Regions from separate parts of the Mustela erminea genome. Here region 1 is linked to region 2. Evidence: chromatin contacts called from public Hi-C data. All regions are on one chromosome and are shown on one strand. The core of a region is the stretch at or near the end of the contact, and the rest is flanking DNA. Distances in the headings are between cores, read along the strand shown. Region 1 holds the start of KLF4 (Krueppel-like factor 4). Region 2 has its middle 120 kb from the start of KLF4.

Region 1 (4,040 bases), core at 118-2,617, 120 kb before region 2:
TGCGGGTATAGGACGGGGGAGAGAAACCGTCGGTACTGGTCTCCTGCTGCCATACCACGTACTGGCGACCCTGCCCGCGCCTATACCGCCCAGGCACCGGGACGAGAAAGACACGAAGCGCCGGCAGGCTCCAGGTGCCAGTGCTGCGATCTCGGCCCATCCCCGGGCCGGAGAGGCGCGGTGCGTCGGTTTGGAGAATACGGTGTCTGCCCGATTGCGTGAGAGCAGGCGCCGCGGCTGGGCAGCTCCGGTGCTTCCCCAGCCAGATCCCAGGGACGCTCCAGCCACCCTTGGAATTGGGACACCGAGGATCTCCCTATGCGCCCTCGCCACGGGTACGCCTACGCGCCAAGCTCACTCCGGCCCAAGCCAGTGTCCAGGGACCCATCCAACCTCCCGCCGGGTGGCCCCCGCGCCAGCCCTGCAGCCTGCGAGTTACAAGACGTGTGCACCGGGTGTGCGCCCCCGGCGGCTCCCCAGCGTCCGGACCACACGCATGTACAACCGAGCTACAGACACGGAAACCATCGTAAGACGACTGCGGGGCCACTCCTTCCCTCCGCCGGATGGGTCTCGAAGACCCCTGGGCTCCGCCCGTCCCTACCCCACCCACATAAGGCCACTGGACGCTGCCGACCTCTCCGGACAGTACTCACGTTATTCGGGGCACCTGCCGGACGCAGTGTCTTCTCCCTTCCCGCGGGGCCGGACGCGAACGTCGAGAAGGACGGGAGCAGTGCGTCGCTGACAGCCATGTCAGACTCGCCAGGTGGCTGCCTGCGGGCCGGGCGGGGCAGAGGCAGGAGTCAGGGGGCCACTCTCGACCGCCGCTCCGGCGCGTCCCACCGGACTTCACCACCCCCCACTCCGCGCCCCACGCTACACCTACCTCATTAATGTGGGGGCCCAGAAGGTCCTCGGGAGTTCAAAGCAGTGGGGGTACCCAAACCCCAAAATTAGGAGGAAAAAAAAAAAAAAAACTTAGAAACGAAGCCAAAACCAAAAGCCCAAAATTGCCCGAAATCCTTCTTTGGATTAAATATAAACGGGAGATGCCTTTTTAAGAAAAGTTCCTTTGTACACGAGAGTTCTTAAAAGTTGTAAACTCGTAAAAACAGACGATGAGCAAAGCGCAAGGCGGTAAGTAGGTCCGGTGGCCGAACTGCGCTCTTCAACTCAGCAGCGTCCTCCACCACTGTCGCGGTCGCCGCGGCTGTCGCCGTGGGCGCTGGGGCTGTGGCCGGGTTGGCGGGCGGGCGGCGCCGCCAGGTGAGACTGGCCGCAGCGGCGCGGATCTGCGGACTGGGCGGCGGCGCGGTGTGCGGAGTCCGGGGGACTGCGCGGGGCGCGCGCGGCCATGGGCGCTGGCCGCGGGCGGGTGGGTGGGTGGGGGGCCGGAGGGGCGGGGAGGGGCACTTGGCGGCTCCCGGTGCCGCCGCCGCCCGCCACCGCCTCTGCTCCCCGCGCGCCCGCAGCCGCGCTTGCTGTCTCGGGCCGGGGAACTGCCGGCGGCCGCCGCGCGCTCCTTACTTAACTTCTCGGCTCCCGCCCTACCCCCGCCTCCTACCCGCTGTACGCCGCGGCCCGCCGCCAGGCCCCGCCCCCTCCCTTTCTTCTCCCCTCCCTCCTACGGCCCCCCCGCGCGTTGCCATGGCAGCTAAATAAACAAACTCGGCGCACGTGGGGGCGGGGGGGAGGGAGGGGCGCGGGCGGGGCCCGGCCGAGCCGTGACGCCAGCCCGGCAGCTGGCGAGCAGGAGCCGCGCTGACGCCGGCGGTGGCGGCCCCGGCGGCGGCGGCGGCGGCTGTCCCGGTGCGGGGCGGTGCGTACTGAGCGCACGTCCGGTCGCTCTGCGACCGGGGCCGTCTGCGTCGCGGTGGTCCGCTCCGGGGGTTCGAAGCCCGTGGCGGAGGAGTCTGGTAGGGGTTGAGGGGTCGGTTCCGCTCCCCCACCCCCGCTCGGGTCCGTGCTTGCGGCGCACTCTGGGCGCTAGAGGAAAGCGCGATTATCCGCGTGACTCACTGAGCTTTCCGTCCCTCCCCGGCACACGCAGCAGCCGGGCGCTGGTCTCGGAGTGCCAGTGCGGGCTCTTGGCTTGGCTTCGCGGGGTTTTTCGTAGGTTCTCCGGCCGGGTGGCATGGGGGTGGGAGGCAAGGAAAGGTGGGTGCCCAGCACTGTGACGGAACTGGGAGCCAGAAAAGGCCTGAAAGGGTGGAAAGAGGTTGGAGCGGGAAGCGGAGTTATGGTTTTGATATTTCGGGGAGCCAGAAAGGGAGTGAAAGGGCTTAATATTGATTGTGGGGTGGAGAAGGCATAGGGGCCGTGAGGCGCAGACACCTTTCCACCCGAGAATCTCAAGGGCGCAAGCCCGCACCCTCCGTTCCACTTTATGGATGGGCAAACTGAGTCATAAAGAGGTGAAACGGCGAGGTAAAGGTCGGACGGGGAGTTCTCTCCCTTGGCTCAGGTTCCGAACGGTCAAGCCCACCGAGAGGCGCTTAGCTGGAAAGTGGCCACGTGTCAGGAAGTGGAGCGGTGCGGGGGGACCCCGGTTCCCGAAAAGGGCACAACGAGCTCGCGGCAGCCGTTCCTGCCCACCGGGAAGAGAAGAGGAAACGGCGATCGTTATTTCAGCCTTATAACGTTGCCTCCCCACCCCCACAGTCGCCTTAGTTAGTGATCAGTAATTTTCCAGCCGGGAAATGTTTTCGCCCTCATCTCTGCAAACTGCCCCCCCCCCCGAACGTGAGTGTGGTGTTCGGTATCGCCTGTTAAACGTAGGCTTGCGAAGTGTTTGGTTTGGATTGAGGCGCGCAGAGCCGGGCTCCACCCGCCCTCTCCACGGAGCCGCCTCACCAGTAAACGCTGTCGATCCCGGGAAAGACAAGGGGAGGAGGAAAAGGGTCGAAGCCCCAACACGGGGCGGAGTATTCGCTTACTTTCACAGAGCTCTCTAGTTGTTGCGTCGTACTTTAAGTCGTTGTCACCTGTTATTTGAGTTCTGCGATTCTGGTACCTATTAGGTTTACTCAGAGTATTTGTTATCCCCTAGTTTTCCACTTCTTGCCGACCACAGCAGCATTCTTGGAATGCATCTCATCCCGAGTGAATCCGCTGTGCCCCCTCTGCCAACGACAGGAATCCTTCTAGGTCCAGAGAGTTGGACGCCTTTGAATATGACTTCCATCCTTTGGCCAGGGCCTGCGGGGAGGGGTGTGTGTGCGCTGCTTTAGCAGGGAAAACCCGACCCTCCCTCGGGCTGGCGGGTTCGGCCTCACTCCATAGGAGCAGCCCACCTGAAAACATTGCCCTTTTCAAACGGAGAAGGCAAGAAAGGAAAACACCTGCTACCCCTCCCCCACTCCTTTCATTGTGATGGCAGAAATTTCTTGGGATGCTAGAACTTGAGGATTGCATGAAAAGGTTATACACTTTTACGTCAAGGCCTGGGTTCCTAATCCCCAATGAATTTGATTGGTAGCCATTTCCCTAGGCATGTAAACAACGTAAATCAGGACTTGGAGTTTGTAGCCACTGCATGAGGTGTCTTGTTTTGTTTTGTTTCTGTTTTGCTCTTATTTATCTAAAGCAGTAACCCTTCCCTTTCAACAAAAGTAACCACCACAATGAAAAAACAGTATTACAAGGGCGCCTGGGTGGCTTAGTGGGTTAAAGCCTCTGCCTTCAGCTCAGGTCAGGATCCCAGGATCCTGGGATGGAGCCTCGCATCGGGCTCTCTGCTCATGGGGAGCCTGCTTCCCCCTCTCTCTCAGCCTGCCTCTCTGCCTACTTGTGATCTCTGTCAAATAAATGAATAAAATCTTTTAAAAAAAAAAGTATTATACAGATGAATCAGAAAGACACTATTCTCATGTCATACAATCAAGACAAGATTCTGGGGGCGCCTGGGTGGTTCAGTCGTTAAGCATCTGCCTTCAGCTCAGGTCATGATCCCAGGGTGCTGGGATCAAGCCCAGCGTCTGGCATCCTGCTCAGCGGGAAGCCTGCTTCTCCCTCTCCCACTCCTTCTGCTCGTGCTC
Region 2 (3,856 bases), core at 335-2,834:
GTAGTTTCCCTCTGTGCAAGGCAGTGGTCTTGGTGATGCCTACCTCCGGGGGCTGGTACTGCTGTAAAGACTAAATGTCATCATGTTTCTATAATCCCTAAACGTGTGAGCAGTTCCTGTCACCTGGATGGGCCACTGAGTGTTGCCCCTCGCTTTCCCACCACCCATTGTTCATTCTCTCTGACAGTTACGTGTTGAGCATTTCCCATGTCAGGCACTGTGCTGGGTGGGGATTTAGCCGTGACTATACCAGACCCTGGGGTCTCCACATGGGTGGTTAAATTCCTGAATCTCTCTAAATGGAAGTCCTTTGCCTCTTCCAACCCAGAAAAATAGCTATTTGTTATCTCTGTAATGCCAAAAAAATTAGGGGTGAGTGTTGATTCATTTTTCGTCAGCACATCTGGCTTTTAGGTGAAAAGCTCTGCCAGAAATTTTGAAATATCTTGTTACTCTAAACATCAGAAGGCTCGGAGATTTCCCATTATTAATTGGAAATAAAAACTTCTTTGTGGTCCAGAGCAAGGGCAAAATTGTGATTTCACAGGTCAGCAGAAAGCTCACCATCACTGTTTTTGCTTGGTATTAATTTTGAGGGAGTAGGAGGAACAGAAGGAAGGTGGTTTCCAGAATGATAAATCAACGTGGCCATGTAAATGCAGTCAAGGGAGGCAACTGATGTGGTGGAGAACATTGCTCAAGTGTGGGCTTGGGCAATCATTTCATCTTTGTGAGCCTCAGTTTCCCTGTCTGTAAAGCTAGACTAATAGAACTACAGTGTGGTGCAGTTTGAGGTTTAAGAGCGAGCAAGAAAATGGAAACCAGTTAGTACTGTCCAGGGTAAAGTGCCGTTCATCATGGTGTGTTCCCGAGACCAGGGATGTGCACTTATCCAGGGGACAGGGAGACTTCCTCCTTTTCTATGTTCTGGGTCCCTTCATAGGTCAGAGGTGGTGGCAGTGGTCAGGGGCTCCCAGGAAACCTGTAGGCGGCTGGGCAGCATGCTACTTGGGAAATCTATATTCTCTCTGAAATTGCCAGATATTTGCGAGGATTTTCCCCCATTTTCTTTGATGAGCTAATTCTTGTTTCTAGTTTGCAGATCTTTGCAATGCGCTGTTAATTCCAGGGAATAAAGGGTATGGACAGGGGAGACTTGATTTGAGTGTGTGCTTGCCGCTATGTACAGTGGTGTGGAGACTGGGGGCCTTGCTGGTGGCAGCTTTTTGTGGCGGCATTTTGGTGTGTGCCTAACTCCCTGCCTGGCACCAGGCTCCGGGCCACCCTCCGTCTGCCGACACATAACTTCCTCCCCATCTCCAGCGAGGCAGAACGCAGAACCCAGGCCCGGCCGGCGCGCTGCAGCCAGGCCGCCGGCGACCAGCCTGGCCTGGCCCTCTGTGAGGCTCCGGGAGGATCGGAGGGCCTGGGTGCTGGGCCCCGGGGCCCAAGGTCGCTGGTGCTGGCACTGGCCCTGGCCCCTGTGCACTCAGGAGCGCGCCGCCAGCCGGCCTCGGGAACTGACCAGGCCGCGTGTGAGCGCCGGGATTCCTGCTCCGGCCTTAAATATGCCGGTTATTTTTATCTCCCTACGTCAGGCGGCGAAGGCCATCCCACCAGTGGCTGCGGCGGCTGCTACACAATGTTTCCCTTTAGTCGGGAGGGGAAATGGAGGGAGGCCAGACTTCCTGATCACATGGTGCTGAAGTCAATGAAAAAAAATTAAGGGGGACCCCTCCCTTTTTCTGCGATGCCCGATCCAGGCCCCCCACCCGCTCCCCCCACCCAGCCCCGTTGGGCTCCGTGCGTCGGGAGCAGCACAGGCTCCAGGCCGAGGGCCAGAGAGGCAGGAGAGAGAAAACATAAACATGAGATTGTTGCAGTAATTGGTGGCTCCGAAAACACTGAGGAAATGAGAGGCTTGTACGAAACATCAGCAGACAAGAAACGGGGTGATGTCAGACAGCCTTCCAGGATTAGAAACCCTTAAAAGCTCCGAGCCCGCGGCCGCTTGCGGAAAGGCGCTCGGCGCTCTCTGGGTAGGAAGCCGGATTTCGCCGGACTCCAGGCTGGCGCTTGCCTGGCCGGCGCTGGCTGTCCCCTCTTCCTCTCCCTGTCTCTGACTCCCCTCCTCTCCTTGTCCTTCCTTCTTACTCTTCTTCCTTCTCTTTCTCTTTTTCTCTTTTATATCCTCTCCCTTCTCTATTAGAAAGAAAAAGAGAGTCCATATCAAATGACTTGCATTTCTAACATACCTGGTCCTTTTAAATCTTTCCCTTACTTTGAAACACGAAACCAGACTCAACGCCCCACACCCCCCACAGGGGCAAATGACACTGGTTGTCCCCTGCCCTCTGAGTTTGCTCTTTCTCTTCTCAGTTCTCGCCTGGACACCCTTTTCTGGGTTAGCCCTATACGCGGCAATAAGGCACAAACATGTGCAAAGGCTGGGAATACACAGGCGCATTTATTAAGGACAAATTCACCAAGAAAATGGGATTAAATCCTTGCAAAAATCTGGCAGTTTCGGAGCAGAATGTAGATTCCCCAGTAAATTGTCACTCAGCCACCCTGTGAATAACCCACTTCTGGGACCTCACTTTCTTTTCATGGGATGATAGACATTAAGAAGAAGACACACACAGCGTGTACACACACACACACACACACACACACACACGCACGCATGCCACCCATCCACCCCTTACTCTCCCCTGTGCTTTCCCAGTCCCAGGGCAGCATAGCTAAAGCCAGTGAACAGGGTCTCTTGCCAGGTCCACTTGGAACCTTCCTGTGTCTTTAAGTTGGAGGCCAAGTCTCATCTGTTCAGTAACACTAAAGGTGCAGCCTCTATGGCTTTCTCTTCTGGTGTTTGCCAGGATTAATGAGGTGATGTTTGGAAAGAGCTTGAGCCCCTACAACCAAAGGCACCCATGACACCTTTTCAAAGAATGATTTATGTCCAGCTTTACCCAAATAGGAACCAAAAGAGAGTTCTCTATTTTCTCATCTTTAGAGCAGATGAATTCAACACCTGGGTCCTTGGTTTGGGGCATTTCAGAAGCTTTAGAATCTGCCTTATTAATTGCTCTGTCACCCTATACCACGAGGGCCAGTTCCCTCTACCCCCCTTCCTGAGATGCAGAAAAAAGTGTCACATCAAGGTCAAGTCTGTACACCTTTGGAGGAGTGGGACTGCTTCCAGAGACTTGGGTTCTCCTTACCGCGGCTCATGGTGAGAACAGCATTCCTTAACCCAAGCCTCTTCCCTACACTCCCATAAATCTTGTGATTTAACCCCCCCTCCCCCATTCTTGATGCTTCTAAGCTGTAGTAATTTGACCCAAGTGTACTTTTTGGTCTGATCCAATATACCTGTGGCTATACCACCCACCAAGAGGTAGATAACAGCCCTGCTTTCCAGTTCTCATGGGCACATTTTCTATCTTCGATGTTCCCTTATGCTCTGCACATCCCAGTGGGAAGCCTTATGTCTCCTTCCCAGTCTTCTCCTGATGTCCCTGTGTGAGGTAATGGTGTCCCCACGCCCTCTATTTCTCAACCCAGCAAGCTTGGGGGCTTCCTTTTCTATTCTTTCTTCCTCCCCATACATTTCAAGGTCAACAGAACCTGCTGTTTATTCCCAGAAAATCTCAGGTTCTCCGATGTTCCTCCTCAAGTCCTGGAATGAAAACCAGCAAAGGGCCGCTGTGGCGGAGGGCTTCTGGGGGGGCATGGACCTGGGCCTTTCACAGTTTCAGTTTAAATCCCAGATTTGCTGCTTAGCAGCTTCACAACTTCAGGCAAGTTACTTTGTCTCTATGAGCCTCAGTTTTGTCACCTATAAAGTGGGGAT

The links. Hi-C and Micro-C count contacts between places; a contact is called where the count stands out from the background.
Region 1: a Hi-C map of fibroblasts shows a contact between it and region 2, with 4 times the contacts expected there. The contact joins the promoter of KLF4 here to the enhancer-like site in region 2. A contact is called at or near these places in 2 of 3 Hi-C or Micro-C datasets (fibroblasts and skeletal muscle).

What each region holds. Positions count from the first base shown.
Region 1 is chr12:24,766,216-24,770,255 of mMusErm1.Pri, reverse strand. It overlaps KLF4 (Krueppel-like factor 4), which reads right to left and starts at 1,367. Exons shown (of 4, transcript XM_032306958.1): 1 at 890-1,367; 2 at 657-777. The coding sequence starts at 894.
Region 2 is chr12:24,646,354-24,650,209 of mMusErm1.Pri, reverse strand. No RefSeq gene overlaps it. Among named protein-coding and RNA genes, the nearest start is that of KLF4, 120 kb to the left of the region's middle. Within about 2 kb of position 1,584, the one cell type or tissue checked has open chromatin away from gene starts, as enhancers often do. A contact at or near this core is called in fibroblasts, where this site is marked.